2 separate regions of the Anas platyrhynchos genome follow, and region 2 is linked to region 1. Evidence: chromatin contacts called from public Hi-C data. All regions are on one chromosome and are shown on one strand. Each heading gives the region's core, a stretch centred on a gene start, on an enhancer-like site or on the middle of the called end of the contact. The rest is flanking DNA. Distances are from core to core; before and after follow the strand shown.

The links. A called contact is a pair of places that touch in the nucleus more often than the background predicts.
Region 2: a Hi-C map of F5 follicle shows a contact between it and region 1, with 4 times the contacts expected there. The contact joins two enhancer-like sites. A contact is called at or near these places in 2 of 8 Hi-C or Micro-C datasets (F1 follicle and F5 follicle).

Annotation. Positions count from the first base shown.
Region 1 is chr13:7,206,692-7,213,910 of IASCAAS_PekinDuck_T2T, reverse strand. All of the region lies in intron 2 of PRICKLE2 (prickle planar cell polarity protein 2), which reads right to left. Among named protein-coding and RNA genes, the nearest start is that of PRICKLE2, 9.8 kb to the right of the region's middle. Within about 2 kb of position 4,335, at least 7 of the 8 cell types and tissues checked have an H3K27ac peak or open chromatin away from gene starts, as enhancers often do. A contact at or near this core is called in F1 follicle and F5 follicle, where this site is marked.
Region 2 is chr13:7,287,933-7,295,151 of IASCAAS_PekinDuck_T2T, reverse strand. The region is part of intron 8 of PRICKLE2 (prickle planar cell polarity protein 2); the gene reads right to left. LOC140003544 (a long non-coding RNA gene) reads left to right here and starts at 328. Exons shown (of 2, transcript XR_011812409.1): 1 at 328-836. Within about 2 kb of position 4,716, at least 4 of the 8 cell types and tissues checked have an H3K27ac peak or open chromatin away from gene starts, as enhancers often do. A contact at or near this core is called in F1 follicle and F5 follicle, where this site is marked.

The sequences.
Region 1 (7,219 bases), core at 3,086-5,585:
TCTTTCTTCATAAAATATATGGGGCCTTTCCACAAGCTCCTTTTATTGGTCCATTTGGCTACTTGTTCCTTTTATGAACTGCTCGAGTTCCAGCATCAGCTGGAAAAGTCCAGGAGGCAGCCGGGCTAAAGCAAAATGATGTGCTAGGCACTGGTAAAAGCATCCCTGCTAGCAGGATTTGGGCACCACGTGCAAAAGTGCAGGCGAGAAAAGGCAGCAGAAAGGGCAGCTGGGTTTCATCACCTGAAAAGAAGCACACAGCTTCTCCTTAACCTATTGCTTCTTACTGTCTGCAAGGTCCTGGAGGTGCAATGCTGATGTGAATACCCCAAGCCACAGCGCCTCTCGCCTCAGTGCGAAATCCCCTCGGCAGCAAACAAGTGGTTAAGGCCGGGGATATTTTTACCAGCCTCCCATAGCTCTTCCATGGGGGTCCTTTAATGGCTACAGTTAAACAGCAATCTCGCATGGAGGTCCACACGCTAACATAACAACATATTTTAACTGTGTATTTAAGCAGTTTCATTTCTATTGACATTGGCTAAGGTGAGCCCTACGGCTCGAAGGTCTCTCGCACGACGCTGGGCTGCCCACGAGCACAGCCGTTCCGACTGCGCGCTGCCAAATCTGCTCCGACGACGAAAAGCTCCTGCAAAACACGCCGCAACCCTCATTTCTCAGCAAACTGGCTGCCCGAAGCCCTCGGGGTGCCCAGCAGGGTGCTTCACAGCATGGTCAGGCCTGGATAATGACACGTAAAACCTGCAAGGTGGGAAAAGCCAAGCGGCATGGGCAGAAATGTGCAGCAAACCGAGCTCTCGTGTGCCTGGCTCCGTGTGTCTGCCCCCCAGCAGGGCACACACGGGGGTCCCACAGTGCTGGCCATGCTGTGGCACCCTGCTTCTGCTCTTTGTCCCAGCGCTAGGGCTGCGGGAGGTAATTCCCAGTGCTTCCCAGGGACATGCAACTGGTGGGACTGGACGTGCCAGGCTGATCACCCAGCTCCAAATCTTGAGATGTGGGAATTGCCCTAACGGGTCCAACCACCGTGTCCCAGAGCCCCACGGCAGCAAGACCTCCGGCAATGCTGCCTGTGGGCAATTATCTGAGCTCATCAACATCACCGTGCCTCTGCACCGGTGAGAAAGTGATCTCCAGCACGCAGGGCAGCCTGTACCCTGGAATTTGTCATGCACATCGTGCCTTTGCTGCACCGAGGTCTTGCAAAATAACAACACAAGGGTGAAAACTGTGTGCAACAACCCCTCCAAGATCCTGCTGCAGCCCTCTGACAGGGTCTGCTGCCCTCCCGGATAGCAGGGTCTATTGAAAAATCCTTGCTACTGTAATCTTAGATTACTCCATGACATCCAAATCTTAATTAGCACCTGTTATAAAGCCCCTGCAACATTTCCATGTGTCTCTGATCTTCACATTCCACAGACACCCAGCAGCAAAATCCACCTGGCTTTGTATTTTGCATAAAGCGGTTATCTTCAGCTGCATGCCCTTTCACTCTACTGGCTGTCAGGACCCCAAAATGCCCACACCCCTGGTGCAGTATGGAGATGCTTTGGGACATTTTGGGAAAGCCTCATGCACCAGCACCTCCCACCCCAACCGCTGGGACATCCAGCTCTGCCACCTTGTGCAGCCACGGAACTGCTACCCCCTCCATCCACCAAACACACTGCTTTAACCTTCCTTAAATCACTGAAAATCGCCATGGGGAGATGAAAACCATCTCAAGGACTTCTCCACCAGCTCCATGCTGTCAGGAGCGAGCTCACAGCACTGTGAGCTCCGCACCAACCCAGCACCAGGCTGAGCACCACTCAGCACAGAGTGCACTTCAACTTCAGCCACGACCACGACCACTTCAGTTTTATATTATGTGCTAGGATTATTTTTATATATATGCCACCCTATGCTTTTTTATATGCACATATATATGGGCAAACACACACAGAGTATTTAATTTCTGCAAAACATCGTGTGAGCCCCGTGGTTTTCTCCTTCAGGCAGATCAGTTTCCTCCTCCCAGCTCGACGATGCCGAGTGCCCTCTGCTGTACACGAAGACAAATGCCTCTTTGTTTAAAGAGATTAGTAGTGTTTAAAATAGGTATAACTTTACTTTGGACAAAATATTTATGAAAATTACGCGTGAGCACTTCCAGCGTGACACGCGGGGCTAATGCCACAAGACTTCTGCTGGCAGGCACCGAAAGGCTCGTGTCTCCTACAGGTTGCATCGGCAGAAAGTAAATAGTCTGCGCTCAACTGCGTGGTCTGCAGTTTGAAAATGTTTTATTTATACATTTGAAAATAGCGCAGGGAAATCAGAACAAACAATATAGCTTTATTATTCAGGCATTTATCAGATAGCCTTCACACCCCACTGAATCCCACACCTATTAGAGGTACAAGCTGGAACTATCAAATGGAAACGTGAGATCATTTTTCTTTTGTAAAACACCATTGTTCCTGCTACTGGAAGGAAAGATAATATTAAAACACATTCAAATATATGTATTCGAAACCTCTACATCTTGTAATAAATTATGCACTCGATATTAAAAATCTGAGCTACACCACACATACCTGGCTTAGGAATATTAACTTTTATCGCCTTCTCACTTCCCAGCCCTCCTCAAACCTGACATTTAAAGGGTCTGCACAACCAGCACATGGCCTTATTAAATCTGTTTTCAGATTTAATAAGGCACGGACGCGGATTCGTGATGAATGTTACCATTTGTTTGGCACAGGAGAAGGGAAAGCCGCTCAGCCTCGCCGCCCTCCACCTGCCTCTTCTTCACACGCCGGGTAGCCTTGAGCAAAAACTGACTCCTGCCGGGTTGTGGGGTTTGTAAAATCAGGAATTAAAGCTGCACAGCACCCAGAAATCCCGGTTACCTGCCTATGCTGGCGATGCCTTCTGCTGGGAACAGCCTGAGACTGAGGACAGCCCCGCGCACGGCCCTGCTGGGCCACCCGTGGGCGCAGCTCCCACCCTCGGGGCCCGCGGGCGCTCCCACGCAGCCGCCCCGTCCCGGCCGGCCCTACACGGCCGCACCAGCACAACGGGTTCCCGTGACTCACCCCAAACCCTCTCCATTCCCAACACTCGTGTTCGCTTCCCAGCTCACGTTTCCTAGAAGCAGCAGTGCCCCGAGACCAAGACTCCTCTTATAAGCGTGCCCGGATGAAGCCGATCAAGAATATATATATATTTTTCAATGAACTCATTTATCAATATTTTTCCCCAACCAAAAGTTGGTATTTTTTACAACTTTTCATCTTGCTAGCCTAAGTGATTCTCGTCCCAGTTTCCCTATCTTGGTTGGAGGCCAAGCATCGCTGGCTGAGCCAGAGGGAGAATAAAAGCATCTTTCTAAGACACTATAAAAAGGAAGAATCGGATCCTGGCAGCCCATTCACTATCCTGCCTTGGGTATTTAAGGATCAAACATGCATTTGTAAGCTGACAGAAGGTAAGAGGTGGCTTTGAGACTTCATGGCGTCTAAAGAACCCTCTGAAAACAGCTTTTCACTAGCCAGGCAGCACAAGAGAAAACGAGGAGCAGCAGCACATCCCCAGGGACAGCAGGGCTGCCGGCCACTGCCGCTGGCACACGGGCACGCCGCGCTCACGCTGCTGCTCCGCTTGCAAAGCAAACAGCTGAAGGCAAGGAAATGGGAACCACCCAGGACACTCTGGGGAGGTTTCCTATGGTTACTGCTGCCATGGAAATATTTTTTTGTTGTTGGCTCGATCTAAATAATATCTGGCTCCTCGGCTACAGCGCGCTTCTCGCGAGGTCAGCTTGACGCTTGGACAGCACGTAGGAGGGGAGCGCCTTACACAAAGTCCCTCGTGTGCCACGAGGGATGGACACAGTGCAACGAGAGCCACTGGCACCAGCACCCCAACACCAAGGGGTGACTGCAGGGAGCAGGATCCGTCCCCGAGCTGGCACAGCTGCCCGAAGCTTCACCCTGCTGGTGAGGCTTAGCCCCACCATCGGTCTCACACCCAAGTTGCTCCGGGTTTTCCTGCCTGGCTCCCCGAGGCCGATGGCTTGGTTTCAAGGAGAAGAGGAGGAGGAACCAAAATGGGGAGGGAGGGAGAAAGACATCTTTTACTAATTGCTCCCAGCTGTGGCCAAGCAGCTCCCATTTCGGCTGCCAGGAGCTGCAGCCGGCAGGGAGCAGGCGCGCCCGCTCTGCCTGCGCAGCAAAGGGCTCGGGAGCAGGAGGAACCCCTCGTGGGGACTCTCCTCCATCCGCAGGCTCTGCATAGGGATTTCAGTAATTATATTTATACACTCTCCTTATCAGCGAGAGCAGCCATTATGCCTTTTATCATCGCGGCAGCAGCATCTGCACAAGGGCAACTGATAGGGGATGAAATATTTGCTGCGATGGCTGAGTACAAAGTGCCTCCCTCCGCGCTAAGAATAATAATTGCAATACTTAGTGCTTGAAGTGTTAAGCCCTGCCATCAAGGCCCTTTGGAGAGCCACACACGGGGGAAGGAACAGCCTCTCCAGTGGCAGAAAGCAGCCTGAATTTTGTATGATCCTCTTGGACCAGCGCTGGCCTCAGCCCTATTTTGGTGAAGCTGAGCAAAGCTCTGGCTGTCGGCTGCCTCGGGGCTGTGCACACCCAGAGCCCAGGAGATAAAGGCTCTCTGCAACACCAGCCTTGCTCACGAGGTTTACCCCCAAATTAGTTTTCCTCACATCGGCCGATTCTGCTTAATGTTCCAAATTCCTCCAACATTAGATAGTGACCACAGAGCAGAAAGATGTGGCACACGCGGGGAAAGAGTCCCCAGCCTGGCCTTCCAGCCTAGGAGATTATTCATCGGAGAAAAAGTAAATATCCAAACGAGCGTCGTGAACGGCAAAACCATCTGCCAAAGAGCTGAGCTGATGCTATCTGCCGTCCTTAAGCTCGGTGATATACTTACAAGCCAGACAATGAAAATGCAATTGATTATTTGAAGAGTGACTCACTGGTGTAATAAGGATGGATTACTGAGGCGGAGGTGGGGGGGAGTGGAGAAAGTCTTTGAAAAAAAATAAAGGCCAGCAGATTGACTTTTTAAAGGCAAACAGAAAGGGAACAAAAACCAAGGGCAACTCTCGAAAGGGCTGAACAGCCCTCCACGGGGGAGAGCAACAAAGAGGAGGGCAGTGCTCTGCGGGCACCAGCCCCATAGCTGCAGCCTGAGCTGAGCATCTCGGTCACCAGCCCCCGTGCTCCCCGCCCAGGTCTTTCCCAATCGGTGGCCAGAGGTTTTTTTCTCTCTCACGACATGCGGCACTTGTGATAAAAGGCCTGTTGCAACCCCTCTATTAAAGGAGTAGGAGGCTTTCCTCCCTGCAAAACAGCCTGCTGGGCACGTGCCGCACGCCCTGTGTGGGTGATCGCAGCTGCACGTGGGGTCCCTCTGGTGCTCCCCACGCTGTGACCCTCAGCATGGGGAGCCAGGGACACATCCTGGGGGGAGAGCAGACAGGGCAGAGGCTGCAGCAGGGCAAAAAAGCACAGTAAGGGGATGGGGACCACTGGACCGAGTGACCATTCATCCCTCACCCCCCTCCTCCTTGCACCAGCCTGGCAGAGGCTTCAGTGAGCGATGTAAGGCATTAGCTCAGTATGGGGGGCTGCACGGGGACTGTGGGACCCTCCCCACCCAGCCGTGACAAGCTGTTAAATCAGCTCACCGCCTCCCACTAAATCACGCCCGACACAGCACCCGAATTCACAACCGCAGCCTCCAGCACTGACAGCTGTCTGCTTGGAGGAAATCCCTCGTGCAAGCCAATCTACCCTGCCCCTGCATTTTGCAAGGTCCGTCTCAGGCAATTTCATCCAGAAAGGCTCCGTGAGGGAAACGTGCTTGCTGGTGAAAATCAGCTCAGCTCCACGGCTGAGGGTTGGACCCAGGCACTGAGAAAGTGCTGGCTGCTGTGCTGCTGCCTTCAGGATGGCAAACACATTCACACTCGCACCAGGCAGGTAACATTGCACTCTTTGCATGCTGAGATGCAGCTCTACTCAGTTTTTCCAAAAACTCAATAAAAAACAAACAAACAAAATTCTATTACATGTATGGGTTTAGTCTAGGAATAAAATATCAGGTAAAATCAGAGCTCACTGTTTTTCCTCTCTGCCCCCTCACTCATCTGGTACATTCAACAGTCACCAAGAAAACAGAACAAACCCCAAAACCTAAACCCACATCAGATTATTCGTGGTTTTTCACCTCCTTTACAAAACTAGAATTGCAAAATGATGCTTCAAAACACACAGAAAACACGGGACTTTTTCTAGGAGAAACTCTGCTTTTCGGGCTTCATGGGGCCACCCGCAGCAACTCCAGTTACACCAGCTGCAGACTGGGGCTCTGTGTTGGGATGAAATTTAATCAAGAAGTGTCTCCAGCTCCTTTGAGCTGCTGCAATACAATCCTGAATGACTTGTAAAGGACTTCAAACATGCTCCTCGGGCTTGCCCGGAAACAAGTACGTACCTCACCTGCTCTTTTGTATGTCATGTACAAAAAAATTAAAGAATTTATTTTGGGCTTTTTGCCAGCCGCAAAACTGCCTCCAATATTGTAGTGCTCTTAAAATGGATATCGTGCCTCGCAGCCAACACAAACAGGATACCTTATCAGTCCCGGCTGTTTTAGGCGCTGTTTCAGCAGCGGGGCATGAAGATGTGAAAGGAACAGGCCAAAAAATCTCCTGGGAATCCCTAAACTTGACTGTTTGCTCAACATTTATGTAAAGAAAGGTTGTCCCAGGGTGGGTGAAGGTGGAAAACTCATGGAATCCTCACTCTCAAAAGCGTCCAAACTCATACCTCGATGCCAGGCTGCCCCTTGGCACGGTCCTTTGCAGCAGGACCACGTGGGCAGGATGCGGCCACTGCCCTGCAAGGCTCCCAGCCTCCATTTGGTGACCTCAGCGGGACTCAAACACCTTCAGGGAACTCGGCCTCTGTCCCAGAGCTCCCAAGGCTGGAGCAGAAGCAAGGACATCTCTGCGGACATGCAGCAGCACCTCCCACACAATCCATCACCAGTTACATGGCTCTTCCCCTGCTGACACAGGGGTGGAAAGCTCAAAGGAAAAAAAATCACCCCTGATTTTTCAAATGCTTGCACAAGTGCAGGCAAATGGGACAGCTGAGGTCATTTA
Region 2 (7,219 bases), core at 3,467-5,966, 81 kb before region 1:
GCCTCCACGTTGGCTTGACAACTGGCAGCAGTAAGCTCTTGCATTACAAGCTAAGGACAACACATTTCGCAAGCTGTTTCAAAGGAAATACATTTCATCCCAAATCAAATGCAGAGTGTTTGCTTTGGCACTTCTCTCCCCGTCACTCTCTGGCAATCTCCCTGTGCGGACCGAACGGGGAGCGCTGTGCACCATCAGCAGGATTTTCAACATGACGCACGCCCCTTGTGCAATCATCAAGAATTTACGACTTGGTAAATTAATTAAAAAAAACAACAACCCAGCCCACAATTCAAGAGTAAATTCTTTCTCCCTTAACAAAAGCTGCTTGCATTTCATCAAGAGCTCAGCTCTACCCGCTGCCTGCCAAAAAACGAGCAAGAAGAAGGGCTGCTGTCACTACCCCTGCTCACAATCCACTTCGGCGTCTTCAGGACTTGGCCTTAAAAAGACCTACAGATCCTGCAAAGTTGGGCAAGGCTTTCCTGAAGTGCCCAGCCCAGCTGAATCCTACCCTTGGGGGCACCAGCACGAGCTTCAGCACTCCAGCACAACCGGCTGCCAGTGTTTCAGCCTGGATCTGGCACTGCCTGGCTTTGCTCCCCAAGTCCCAGCCGCCGGCACCATTTATGAAGCGAGACTCTCTGCTTGCTGGCTTTCCTGCTTTTAATTGGGAAGCTTCCAGTTTTCATCCCAGCAGAGCAAAGCTAAGCAAAGGCAATGCCTGAATGCCACGGGAAAAGGGAGAGGCTGAGCTAAGAAAAGCAAAGCTGCGTTTTGTTTCGAGGACGCACTTTGCGCACCAGCTTCGTGCCTTTATTTTTTGCTGATCTCAGGTGAGTTAAACCAACCCTGCAGCTGCCCCCCGCCTCCTCTGTTTGGAAGCAGCCCCGCACGAGGCTTCCCAGCCTGCTGCTGCCTTTGCAGCACCGTCTGTCTCGTGCCACTGGAGCAGCTGCCTTCTGCGCTTTGCTCCCGGTTATGCCATTTGGTGCGTTATTCGCTTCGCCCCAGTCCCCTCTGTGCCACCGCAGAGGAGCCAGCGAGCCCCCCATGAGGGACGAGCACCCTCACAGCATGAGCAAAAGCCTCTCCAAAGGCTGGAGGAGCAGCGGGGTGGCCAGCTGAGCCGACCCAAGCGTGAATCACAGCTGCCGACAGCCGAGTTTGGCCTTAATCAGCTGTGTCAGACAATAGCTGATGCCAAAGAAAATGAGCCCTGGGTGACATTCATGCAGCCCCTCATTAAGAGAAGCAGCGCAGCCCCGTAATGAGGAAGAATGACACGGGTGCTCTGCAGAAATACAGCCCTGAGCACCGCAGGATGCTTGGGCAGCGGCAGCAGATCCATTTCGGCAGCAGCGTTTGCAAGGGGCCGGTCTCACCCTGCTCTGCTGGGACGGAGATTTGTCCTGGTGCACAGCCAGCCCCTGCCATGTCTGCCACAGCACCTGCACTTTCGGCTCCTCTGGGTCTGCATCCAGTGAAAATAACCTGAATGTGCATGGAGAGGCTCCTGAGACAGGAGAGAGCTGAGCAGGATTTCCAAACTAAGCACCACGGCACTGGCCAGAGCCCTGCACGCAGGAAAAATATTCAGAGATGTTCAGGTTGAGGTTTTGGAAGACCCCAACCCCTTTTCGGAGGTCTCCAGACCCTTGCAGGCACCTCAGCAGGAGCAGAGCCTTTTCCTTCCCCTCTTCAAAGTGCTGGTCAGCGCTCGGGGAAACTTTTGTACAAGGGGCTTGTGCTACATGCACAGCCCCGAGCTCCCAGCATAAGGTTTAATCAGCAATTATTAGGCCCAAGGGATGGTTTTGGCAGTTCATCCGGATGGCCTGAATATAATTAAGCGCACACATTATGAGGTCTTTAATCACTGGGAAAACATTGATTGTACCAAGGCTGAACGCCGAGCCGGCTCCAGGAGGGAGCGTGGCCCCACCATGCAGAAGGGGAAAGCACCCAAGAGCTCCGAGTTTGAGATTACCAAGCCTAAAGGAAATTTGCTTAAAAAGCACCACAAATATAATATATTTCCCCACTCGGCTGGAAGCAAAGCACAACGGGTGCCTGCCCGTGGTCTGTCCATGCTCTGAAACAATCCTGCCCTCCTCCATGGAGCTGTGAAGCCTCAGCGAGCCGGGAGTGCTCCAGCCTGACTGCAGGGAGTCCAGGGGACAGCAATAACAAATGCTCTAAAATGTTTGATCTAGAAAACGTGAGCTAGGAATAGCGTTTGAAAGACCAGGGGTTGTTTAGTCTAGGGAAGAGGAGGCTGAAGGGGAATAGAATAACAGCCTCCAAACACTGACAAAACGCTTGCAAAGAGGAGGGGAACGCGTTGTTCTCCAGGTCTGCTGAGCTCCTGCAAGGAAAATTTCAGCAGTAAAAGTGGCCAGAAACCTGCAAAAATAGGATGCTGGAGGGCTGCTGAGCACAGGCAGCTGCTGCTGGTCCTGGCACCCCGTGCTGATGGCTGCAGGTCCCCGGGGATGCTGCTGTGGTCCTGTGCTGCCCTGACCCTCCCCTCCTGCGGTTGTTTAGCTGCAGCACTGCATCGAGGCCCGAGCTTCTTGAGTTACCAGCACTTATTTACAGCCACTGCAGCTCCCCCTTAATGAAGTGTTTCATCTGGGAACACAGCTAATAATCCGATCGAGCCCTAACCTGGAAGAAAGGCAATGCGAGAGGGGGACCCTGCCACGCAGCGGGTATTTTTCCAATAAGGAAACCCGAGAATCTGTTCCACGGGGCTGTGCGGGAGCCTCGCTCTAGCCCGCGGTGTGAGCTGGCTGCTTCTGTACAAACCTCTGGCCCCTTTCCAAGGGTGCAAGCCCGGGGGTGACACAGTAACCCAGAGACGGCTCCCACGAGGCTTTCCTTCTGCAAAGGCACGAGTCCCCAGCGGTACGTGCAGCAAATGCACAACACAGGTTTTGGGATAATGCAGAAATCCCAAATGCCATCAGGGGCTTCTCCCCACCACCCATCACACCCCAAAGCTGCTGCTCCTGCTTTGCTGATGCCGACCACGGCCAGCCCAGGGGCTGTGGCAGGAGGCGATGTGCCCGGCTGTGAGCACAGTGCCGCTGGCGTGCCCGTCCCTGCAGCTCGCGCCCGTGGGCACAGCAAGCTCTCATCCTGCTGCTGCCCGCCGCTGCGTGGGGCTGCCAGGCTCAATATTTCACGCCGAAGCCATGGAAACGCACGCGTTTGGGATGAACACAAGCGAAAGCTGTAGCTCGTCTGCGGGCATGCGATTTAAAGCTCGGGCTGGCTACGGCTCTGGGAACACAGAGCGGGTTTCTGTTTAACATTAGGGTTTGCTCGGAACACGCTGTACAATCCCCGCCCCGACTGCAAAGGTTGCCCCTGTCCGATCGGGTGCTTCCAAGGAAAATACAACAATGGAAGAAGCAAACCAGCAGCACCAAGTCCAAAGAGCTGATGTTGCTTGTACGCATCACCTCCAAAACCTCGCCACAACAAAGCACCGCAACACGCTCACGTCTCCCTTGGCTGCATTATGGGCTTTGCTAAACCAGGGCTGCATTAATTATGGATTATTAAAACACCAAGCAAATGACAGCGGAGGGGCTACGGCGAGCACGTAGGCTTGGTGTGAGGCTGGAAACGAGGCACCCAGGAGGGGAGGCAGCTCCCGGGCCACGTTACGCTGAGCTCCCCGCAAAGCTTGGCTCATGCAGGGCGGCACGGCCACAGCCAACAGCCCGTGCAGAGACAGCATCGTCTGTCCCTGCGTGGGGAGAATGCAAAATTTGTGATATTGCAAACAAACAGGGCTCTCCTTGCCTGTACATTTACCAGGGTGCAGGCATTTACCCGCACATCACAGTCCTCAGCGCCCCAGCCTCATTGAGGTGCCTGCACCAAAACCCTGCGCCCGGACAGGAGAGGTGCTGTGTGACAGGGACACGGCCACGCAGGAGGGGATGGCGTGGCACACCTCGTTCCCCCATATCACAGCCCTGTCTCTCCCCTAACAGCAGGCAGGCACGTCCTCCCTGCCCCTGCAACAGGATTTATTTTAAGTTCAACCCCCAGCACTAAAAAGGGACTTAAGGAGAAACAGCCTTCCTGGGGATTTGTTTCTAACTCAGCCTCGCTGCGCTTCTGACCGGCCTTGGGGTGGTGCAGAAATAAAGCAGAGCCCTGATAGAACTGGAAGTCACGCAAAGTAAACAGGGCTGCGAGGGAAAGGCCAGGAGCCCTGCAATTTGGGGGGAACCACAGCGCTTGCCAAACACATCACGGTCCCAAGGAAATCTTCCCATGTTGGGCACATCCCTCCCCAGCTGAGCAGGGGGAGAAGCACCCAAGGGATGCACCGGGGGAGCTCTGATATCCCCCTGGCACTGGGGGCACAGGGATGGGGACCAGCCCCCAGCCCCTGCTCGCCACAAGGACCATCTCCACCATCCCCAACAGCGTGGGGGACGAGACATTTGCTGCCAGGAGCAGCATGGGCAGGAGCTGCTCCCAAGCTCTCAGTGCAGGAGATGCTGGGTCATTGAAATTATTTTGGGAAAACATCCCCCAGCCCTGGGAAACACCTTTTTTTTTTTTTTTTTTTCCCCCTGCTTTCAGCCTCTCTGCACAGGGGTTGGAGACAGGCTGTGCCAGCAGGGAGTGCAGCGCAGCCTTGCAGGGACCAGGGCTGGCACACACACATGCAGGCATTTTCTCTCCCCACTTTCTGCCTGTATCACAGTTGTTGTTTAGTCCTGGAAAGAAAAAAAAAAACCAAAAACTAACAAGCTGTTTGGGGCCTTCGAGCATCTCGTAACAGAGGAGGTACCAGGAATGTGTGCCATACACGTGCAGTCACACTGCACCCTGTACCAGCACCAGTTACATTTTTTTTTTTTCTGGATTTATGCCTGTGACAGATGAGGGGAGGAAATGAAGCTCGGCTGTTACCCTCACCCAAACACGTTTTCTCAAGAAATACATCAAATCCCTTTCTCCTTTTGCACAGAGCAGCGTCACCGTTCAGCACAGCTCCCCGCCGCAGCACTCGTGCTCTGCACGCAGCTCGGCTGTCACCGCAGAAAAACATTCAGCCCGCAGGTACTTGCTTAAGGGGGCTATTTGACCAGGTGGCATTGTGTGGAAATGACTGCTGGGGATCAGCAGAGATCAGCTCTTGATTTCTGATTCAGCTGCTAGGCACGCACAGCACTTGCAAAACCTTTTTAGAGGGCGATGCAAGCACCCCACAACTCTGGGCACACCTTGAACACTGGGGTTGGTGCTGTAGCAGACTGAGCAACTTTTGGGAAAAAAATATAAAGGGTAATATAAAATACAGCAAAAATGAACTTGGAGAATGTGCTGAGAAATGCTTTCAGATCTCAGCTGAACATCCCGGAGCAGGCGCTGGCCCCAAATCTCACTGGAAAACCCCCGTGTCCCTCGCTGCCTCTCCCCCAGCGCTGCCTCTGCTGGCACCTGGGCTGGGGCAGGACCCGGCCGCCCAGAAGGGGCCGTTCAGAGCCTGTTGTAGCCTTCGGCTGAGAGCTGAGAAGGGATTTCCAAACTACAGCATGGGAGGATGGATGAGATGAGCCCCAGCAGCAGGAAACTCTCCCCTTTGCCAGTGTCCAAATCCCGTTGGCGTTCACGGGGATTACACAAGCACAAGCAGAGGCCAGCAGAGATGCTGCCGGCTAACTCCAACCCAGAAACAAAGCCCGGGGAGGGCTGTGCTACCTCCGACACTCGGGCACCTAACGGGAGCCTGCTGAGGCACCACAGCGTGGCCACAGAGCACAATGGAGCAATTCATGGGTGAGTGCTCGGGAGCACAGGATGACCGTGGCGCCGCACATCCCAGCTAAGCCATTCGGGATCTGCTTTAGGGCGACTAAATGGTGTCTGGTTGGTAAGAGGCTCCCCAGGACTTCATTTCACTCCTGTCCAGAGGACAGGAACCACCATCAGACACCCGGTTTGTTACCCACCCCTACTGACATCTCCAGCTAATTATTAGTTAAGTCATAATAGAAACATCACAGCAAGAGCTGCTGCCAGGGAGGAACCAGTCAGCTTTTAATACACACTCTGCAGGTCAGGGACTGTTTGCTCCCCATAAAAAAGAGCGTTTCCAACCATGCCATAAAATATTAGATGGATTCAGCGCTAATTATTTCATTTTATAAGGTGGAGCAATGTGCAGAGTTAGGAACTCAAAGGGAGCTCAGAGCTGGGCAGGAGAGAAGCTGCCTGCAGAGGCTGGGGCGTGCTTCACAAGGGTCTGCAAACCCGAGGAGATACCGTCAGCCCCTGCCTGCCTTCTGAACATAATTTACAAGATGTGCATAGGGAAAAGCATAGTGTGGAACAAGCGGCACCGCAGCCTGGTTTGCTTTTGTATGGTGTTTGCCATGGAGCTCGCTCTGAGGGGACAAGGAAAGGCAGTGGCTGTGCCCTCTTGCAGAATTTAGGCTTTGCACCTGGCTTCAAAATCCCACGCTCCCACAGACCTTGGCCAGGTCACCAAGGCTGTCCTCAAAACGCTGCCAACCAAGTGGGATAATTCTGGCTCTGTCCCCGATGCTCCCCGCCAGCGAGCACAGCCCTGGGGAGCTGCGGTTATTAGCACAGTGCCCCTGAGCCCGAGCTGAGCCAGGTCCCAGAGCAATGACAATTACTAGATCTTACACATTAATAAAAACGTTATCACCTCCCTCTTCAGAGGTACCGCTCGCATTCGTTACAAGCCTCATCATGCTGAGCAACTCCTCCGAAAAGCAGGAGAGAAGGAAGCAGTTTGCACTGCACAGAAACCTACTACAACCACACGACGAGGATGCCTCCGGAAGATCTCTCCTCCAGGATTCCCAAACAAAATACAGAACGAGTTTTCACTTTAATATGAAAGATTTGCTACGTTGCTCACCCCTTGACTTGTACCTCAGAAAACTTGCTACACTTCGGCTCCACAGCAGGAAGCAGTCGCTTCAGTGTTCAGACGTTGCTCACTGGAACTGGGTGTTGCTCAAGACTATTTGTACCGGCAGGGTTTACACAATATGAGTTTTCAGGAACAGGAGCAACTTCTGAAATACGGGGCTTTGTTTAGGAGGGCAATTCCCAGCTCCCTCTCCATTTCACATCTTATTTTCTTTTTTTTTTTTTTTTCTGAGGCTGTTTGAGCAAAGCCCTCTCCAGCTCGTCAGCCTCTCCTCTCCCC